Regions from separate parts of the Sus scrofa genome. Here region 2 is linked to region 1. Evidence: chromatin contacts called from public Hi-C data. All regions are on one chromosome and are shown on one strand. Each heading gives the region's core, a stretch centred on a gene start, on an enhancer-like site or on the middle of the called end of the contact. The rest is flanking DNA. Distances are from core to core; before and after follow the strand shown. Region 1 holds the start of ANKS6 (ankyrin repeat and SAM domain-containing protein 6). Region 2 overlaps COL15A1 (collagen alpha-1(XV) chain).

Evidence for each region. Hi-C and Micro-C count contacts between places; a contact is called where the count stands out from the background.
Region 2: a Hi-C map of subcutaneous adipose tissue shows a contact between it and region 1, with 1.9 times the contacts expected there. The contact joins the enhancer-like site here to the promoter of ANKS6 in region 1. A contact is called at or near these places in 4 of 47 Hi-C or Micro-C datasets (embryonic fibroblasts, mesenchymal stem cells, omental adipose tissue and 1 more) and 1 of 2 datasets of contacts at active chromatin or transcription factors (alveolar macrophages).

What each region holds. Positions count from the first base shown.
Region 1 is chr1:240,582,713-240,586,241 of Sscrofa11.1, forward strand. ANKS6 (ankyrin repeat and SAM domain-containing protein 6) reads right to left here and starts at 1,642. Exons shown (of 13, transcript XM_013993702.2): 1 at 1,221-1,642. The coding sequence starts at 1,585.
Region 2 is chr1:240,757,399-240,761,300 of Sscrofa11.1, forward strand. COL15A1 (collagen alpha-1(XV) chain) reads left to right here. Exons shown (of 42, transcript XM_021066594.1): 5 at 743-823. Among named protein-coding and RNA genes, the nearest start is that of COL15A1, 41 kb to the left of the region's middle. Within about 2 kb of position 2,058, at least 37 of the 83 cell types and tissues checked have an H3K27ac peak or open chromatin away from gene starts, as enhancers often do. A contact at or near this core is called in alveolar macrophages, embryonic fibroblasts, omental adipose tissue and 1 more, where this site is marked.

The DNA.
Region 1 (3,529 bases), core at 392-2,891:
CTTTCCTTTTTTTAGGGCCATGGGTACGGCCTATGGAAGTTCCCAGGCTAGGGGTCGAATCTAGCTGCAGGTGCTGGCCTATGCCACAGCCACAGAAATGCCAGATCTGAGCCGTGTCTGTGACCCACACCACAGCTCGCAGCAACGCTGGATCCTTAACCCACTGAGGTGGGTCAGGGATCAAACCCATGTCCTCATGGGTTTGTTTCCACTGAGCCACAACAGGAACTCCTCTTCCAGAGATTCTTCATATCAGAGCTTCAAGTCCCGTTCATCCTACTTCCTGAGTACATCTCAAACTCATCTCTTTGCTCTCCCACTGCTGTTCTCTGCTCTGGTCCAGGCCACCACCACCTCTTTCAGGATTGTTGCAGTCCCCTCCTAACCGAGCTTTGTGACTCTAGCCCACCCCTCACACTGCAGTGAAAGTGCTATTTCCAAACATGAATCTGATTCCAATACTTATTCTGCCTAGAACCTTCCATTTCTCCCCAAAGACCTTAGGATACCTCATCTTCCTCAGCCTGCCACCAAGCATATGCCTCTTTCTCTCCAAAGAGGGCTCACCACCCACTATTTCCAACCCCTCCCAGCCATAACATCATTCTAGCAATCCTACCAATGCCTATTTCACTTTGACTTCAAACCTTTGCAGGAGCTTCCTGTCACCAAATTCCCACCTTCTACTTCTTCTATCCTGGTCAATTCTTAAGCATTCTCAGATCTCGGCTTAAATACATACATCTTCTTACGAGAAACCTTCCCCCATCTCCCGAACTTGGGTCTGCTGCTCCCAGAGTTCCCGAACTTTCCCGTCAAGCCTGTTCCTTTGCTTGGCCTGCCCAGTGACATATGAGCTGTTTGCTCCGGTGGGGACTTAACCTGGGTCCCGCCGCATCTCCAAGGCCAAGCTAGAGCGGATAGGAAACCCTCGTTGCAAAAAGGGATGAATGAACATCTCTAAGGTTCTGAGTCTCTAAGATTCTATTCACAGTCTCCAGATTCTATTTTGAAAGGCCGATGTTTCTAAGATGCTGATTATACGGTATAAAAAAGTGCGTCCTCTTCGCCTATCCCAAGCTGCTCAAAGTTTACTATTCCAACTCTCTCGAACCAGTCCTTCACTCTTCACCTTCCCGGCAGATCCCGCTGCCTGGGCCCGCTAGTGCCCCCGGGCCGCTGGACACCACCCCGGGCCCCAGGAGCCCCGGACTCCTCACCTGGCTGCCTGCATGAGCGCGCTCCAGCCGTAGTGGTTGCGGCTGTTGACCGAGGCGCCGCGACGCAGCAGGAAGCGCACCAGCTGCTCGTGGCCCCCGGCCGCTGCGAACTGCAGCGCAGTGTTGCCCGCCTCGTCCGAGCAGTCCACCGGCACTGGCGCTCCGGCCGCCGCCGCCGCCGCCGCCGCCGCCCCGGGCCCGGCCGCCTCGGCCCCCGCCGGCTCCGCGCCCGCCTCAGGCTCCGCACCGCGCTCTGCCGGTTCCGCCGCTCCCGGCTCCAGCAGTCGCCGCGCCGTCTCGGTGTCGCCCTGATCGCAGGCGCGCAGCAGCAGTTGGAAGGCCGGGGGCAGACCGCCCTCGCCCATCGCGGCCCGCGGCCCGCGCCCGACTGCCCGGCCGGCCGCGCCGGCTCCGCCCCCGGATACCGCGAGCCGGCGCCCCCTTCCGCCAGCCCGCCCGCCTGCCTACTGTGTGCCAACAGCGCGCCGGAGGCCGGGCCGCGCGCCTACTGTGTGCCGGGCGCGTGCCCGGGACGAGGGCGCGCCTTCACCGTCCAAGTCGGGGGAGGTGGGGGGTGGGGAGAGCGGGTTCCGGGAAGTTCAGAGCAGCGTCCGCCACCGAGCTCGCGAGTTCGCCTTTGCCTTTTCGTCGCCCGCTTGCAGCCCTCCCCTCGGCTCCCGAGACTTCCTGCCCAATGCGAGGTTGGAGCGGCAGCCCAGTCTCTTCTCATACTGCGAGCTCCCAACCCTGGGCCAGGGTCTGAGTCCACCACCGCACCAGCCTGGCCCGTGGTGTGCGCTGCTGAACCTCCAGCGCCCAGCACTCTTGCTGCGCTTCCTAAATAGTCCTTGACTGAATGAAGGAACAGATGGGTACACTCTGTCCTCCCAGAATAGCCTTCGTGATCATCAGTGCCGTCCTTACCTGGGACGGGCGTTAGGACTCTAAGCACCTCCTGTATCTTCATCTCTCTTCCTCAGTGGTTCTTGAAGCAGCACCATCTGGAATATTTTACAAATGCGAATTTTCTCACCCTACCCCAGATCTACGGAAACAGAGTATAGAGCCCAGCCAATTGTTTGTGAACAAGCCCTCCAGGTGATTCTGCGGTAGCTACACAAACAGTTAAGTAACTCGCACGTCAGATGGTGATGAGTGTTATTAAAACAAAAAGTAGAACTTTACAGAATCCAAGTAAAATGAATAGAAAATGGGATGTTATTTTATTATAGGTTGAGTAGAGACGATACCACTGTCATACTGCCCCAGAAGGTAGGAGACTCTCCAGGATAGGAAGGGGGTTCCAATACTGGGCAACCAAAAAGGCTAACAAATGTCTACTGCAGATATTCCCTCTAGAGTGGATCTCTGGTGCTTACACCTGCCCTGACTCTCCTACTGGGAGAAGAGACACCCTCTTTCTTTTAGGGAGTTCCCCTCCCCCACACTCAGTCCATGTGGCTCAGTGACTAGCTTACGTCCAAGCCCATTCCAATTGCCTCAGCCCACGATTTTTTTTTTTTTTTTTTTTTTCTAAAGCAAATGGGAAGGCATCCCTGTCTGCTGAGGTTGTCAGCGGTCAGGATGTCATAAACCAGGCTGGGGCCCGCTCTGACCTCACTTGAAGACAGCCTGCCTGAAAGTGAAGCCACTACACAGAAAAACAGAGACAAGATGGTAGAAAAAGATGAATCAGACTCCCCCCCTCGCCATTCTTTTTGGTGAGGTTTGTTTTCAGCAGGGTTGTTGTCACTTGCCATCCAAGCCTTAACAAAAGCATATTTTACTTTTTAAATGAAGAGGTTCCTGCTATGCCTGCTAGTCTGGATATCACCCCCACACACACCTTTTTTTTTTCAGTTAACAAATGGCTTGGGCATCTTTCCATGTAGATGAACGTAGATCTACTACATCCTTTTTAATGGTTGCATGTAACACTATTAAGCAGATGTACCATAATTTATTTAATCATTTTTTAATGATGCACAATTAGCTTATTTCCAATTTTCTGCAATTATTTAAAAAAAAAAAAGATCCTGCATTGAACTTCACTTGTAGCAGTCAAGGTCCCAGCAGGAGACAGATGGCACATTTGGCTGAAGAAATGAGGGATATTTACCAAGGGACTAATTGCAGACATGTGGGCAGAGTTTACTAAGAGCCACATGGGATGATGCAGTACTCAGAGCTTGGTAACAGGAGGGAGCTGTTATCACCCCAGGCCTGAAGGGGGAAAGGAAGGATTATGTCACTAGAATTAGTAGAATTCTGCAAGAGAGAAAAGTGGCGAATCTACCTGATAGGAGTTA
Region 2 (3,902 bases), core at 808-3,307, 180 kb after region 1:
AGCAAAAATGCTCCGGGTAGAAGTCATGTCATGACGTAGAAAAATCAGAGGCAAGCAGAGCAGGGCAAATTCCTAAAGCTTCTGCTCCTCTTTGGGTGGCATCAGCCCCAAAGCTAAGCATAAGTTGCTTGTATGCATTTATGAAAAATGCAGCCCGCGTGGTTGAAAAGCCCCGCTGAGGTGGAGCTTGGCTCTGTGAGAATATTTGCTCTCCTTGAGGCCGTGATCCCGGTCTGTGTTCCCATGATGCTGAGAGATGGGAAGCCCTGGGTGTGTTTATTCCTTCATCTTTGCATTACTGTTAACACAGAACAAGTACACACCACCCAAGGGTCCACGAGTAAGTGACACAATCACGGCGCAGCAGTATCTTAGCTGCCATTAGGAGGGCAGTTGTGAAGGTTAGGGGTTGCAGAGGGAGGACGTGTTCGAATATAGCAGTTCCCAGTGAGAAAGTCCCGGGACAGCCATGCAAAGGTTGGAAGTGCCTTTTAACAGAGACTGAAGGGCACGTAGGTGTGTTAGAGAGATGACGTTGACTGTAGTTGTTTGTGTGAGCAGTAGCATGTGGACGGAAACCCAAACAATAGCCAAGACGTGTGCTCTGTCCAGCCCTCACTCTGTCTCTGTCCATCTCCACCTCTCTTTCACACGCACACCGTTCCTCCGCAGGAGTCCGTTTCTGAGACTCCCCGCTTATAAACAGCTCCCCCTCTTTCTGGCCTGCTTTGTCTCCACACAGGCATCAGGAGAGGCCAGCGGGCTGCAGGAGACAGACGGAGTAGCTGAGATGGTGGAAGCCGTCACCTACACTCAAGCCCCGGTGAGCACTGGGTTCTGTGCCCTGTCGTCTTGATTGGCTTGTAGGGAGTCTGCCCAGAGCCCTGGTCTGATGTCTCCCTTCTCAGATCTCTGACTTCATTCCACAAATCACCTGGGAGGTTAGGAAAGTATGGACAAGGGGCCTTTTGCAAACTCCCCAGTGCAAGGAAACACAGTTACCTGGGTGCCACCCCGGGTGTGCTGTGGTGCTTTGACCAGGAGAGGGCTCTTCAAAGGCACTTTATCCACTCTCGCCTCTCAGCTGTGTGAGCTTAGATGACTGACTGAGCCTCTTTGAGCTTCAGCCACTCTTCCATAAAGCAATAATCAGAGTAGGGTCCTTGTGAGGTTAGACGAGGCAGTGCAGGGACAGGTCTCAGCCCAGTGCCTGGCACAAAGGAAGTGGACCCGCATGGTGGCTGTTGTCACATTTGCTTGGGGCTCTGGCTCTGAGAAGGCAGTTGGTGCCCCCAGTCCCATCAGATGAATAGTCCTCCCAGGAGCTGGCTTCTGGCCCCAAGGGAAAGGCAGCCATCGTCCCAGTGGTGTGGGCCTCCTCCCTCCTGGGAATGTGCTCTGTGGCCAAGACAAGGAAGTGGTTTTGAAAGCACTGAATCAGACCATGGAGACACCAAGGAGCCTATTTTAATGAAAGCAGCTGGCAGTGTCTGAGTCACTGAACACAGAAGCCCCAGCAGTTTCCTTGACTGGTCTAGCTCAGTCTATAAGTTCATCTCTGATAGAAGAAAGCATGGAGATGGAAATAAGGCAGTGCCTATAAATTATAGACCTCCAGCAACAGAGGTGTGGATGGGGTGGAACAGGACCAGTCTCTTAGTGTGGGAGGGACTTAAAGGTGTTCAGAGGTGTACAGAAAACTACCCTTTGTACAGATGGGCAAACTGAGGCCCAGAGAGGGCCCTAGGGTGCATGGCTGAGCTGAGGCTAGAATGCAGGTCAACTCGTGCCCCATCAATGGTTCAGGCCATGACCCTGTGCTGCGGGCCTGGGTGGTGCCACGGAGGTGCATCCCCAAGACCACAGCCAATTTGGGGGTAGCCAAGATGGAGAAAGTCAAGAGTCCAAGGAGCCTGCCTGGGTGGTGACTCAGGGGGTGGTGTTGCAACCTTATGTGCCCATCAGCCCTTGGCCACCCCATTGGCATATCCAGGGCACAGGGCAGCAGGGCCCAGAGCTGTGGTCCCTCAGGCTTTCTAGCCTGATGCTGCCCTCCAGTGCACCAGTTCACAGCCAGGAGTGAGGCTGACTCAGGCTGAGAGGCTAATACCCCAAGAAGGCCTGAGGGAAGGACAGGAAAGGGGTGGGGTTGAGCGCTTGAGATGGTCACAGAGGCGGGGCTGGTCAGGGAGGCCTGTAACCTATTTTGAGGCGATGTTTTCCATTCATTCCCCAGAGGAGGCAATGAGGTATGTGGGAGTGAAGAGCGTTGCCTGGGGCTGCCCAGCCTGGAGGTGGCAGAGCCAAGTCCCCAGCCAAGGCTCAGGCTGCTGTCAGTCATATCACCCCCTGATCTAGGGACTTCCCCCTTTCACCGTCTCCTGGAAGGGTCCCGTGGCTCCCCTCCCCGGCCACCCCCTTCCAGGGCGGGGGAATTTCCCTCTTGGGTTCAGACATTCCCCTCCCCTCTCTGTCTGGCTTCTCTCTTGGAATGAATCTCACTTCCCCTGTCCTCACTCTTTGCAACCTGCCATCCTCCAAGACACAAGCCATGACCAGCGAACTGAATCACAGACAGCTTGAGCCGTCGGAGACTTAAAAAGCCAGTCCCTCCTCGCCTCCTTCCCCATTTAGGGTAGGAGTCCCTGCTCCCCTCTTCTTCCCCCTGCTAAGTCAGTGTCTGCTGACACACCTTTCCATATCTGGAAAGTTAGAATTAACTTCGCTGAGTTCGAATTAATGGTTCTCAGCCCTGGCTGTGCATCAACGTCCTCCGTGCATGTATCCATCTCTGTGTGTACAAAGGTGTTTGTGGTGTGTGTGTGTGTGTTGAGGGGCTGAGGGACGATCTTTTTTTTTTTTTTTTTTTTTGTCTTTTGTCTTTTTGTTGTTGTTGTTGCTATTTCTTGGGCCGCTCCCGCGGCATATGGAGGTTCCCAGGCTAGGGGTTGAATCGGAGCTGTAGCCACCGGCCTACGCTAGAGCCACAGCAACGCGGGATCCGAGCCGTGTCTGCAACCTACACCACAGCTCACGGCAACGCCGGATCGTTAACCCACTGAGCAAGGGCAGGGACCGAACCCGCAACCTCATGGTTCCTAGTCGGATTCGTTAACCACTGCGCCATGACGGGAACTCCGGGACAATCTTTTAAAAAAGAAGCCTCTGGCCCGGGCTCTGTACCTGGACATTTAGATTCAATACAGAGTGAGCTCTGAAAATCTGTACTTAAACAAATCTCTGCAGGGGATTCTGATCCGCAGCCAGGTCCTCTCCCAGCCACACCATGTGCTCACGGGTTCCCCCAAACATCAAGCCCTTTCCCTCTGGTCCATGCCTGATCTGGCATTCTGTTTTCTAGGAGGGCCCTTACCCGCCCCCTCTCTGCCTGGCCAATTCCCACTCATCCTTCAGGGATCAGTCACAGCCCCTCATCAGAGGCCACTGCCAAGCTCCCCTCCTCACACTTAGCTCTCTTCTCATCTCCTCAGTCCTAAGGGTCACATTCAGTCACAATTGTGTCTGGGTCTGGCTTCCCAATAGTCTAACAATTTGAGGATAAATGCCCTTCTTATTTATTCATTTCCATATCCTAGTGATCAGCTGGGGACATGGCACACAGTAGGCCCTCAGGAAATGTGTGTCGAAGGAGAGAGGGGGCCAGCAGATTGCCACACTTCAATGAAAAGGTCTGAAGACTTGACATCCCCGTTTTGTCACAGGCCACCCTGGTTCCCTTTCACACTAACCCTTGGAAGCAGCTACAGCTTGTTGGAGGCAGGACACCTGACCCTGACCACCGAGTAGCAGCTCACCAGCTGTACCTTGGACAAGGGTTCAGGGCTGCCTTGTCGGGAGCTCACTAAAAAGGTCTTGGCTAACAGACTGTAATCAGTGACTTC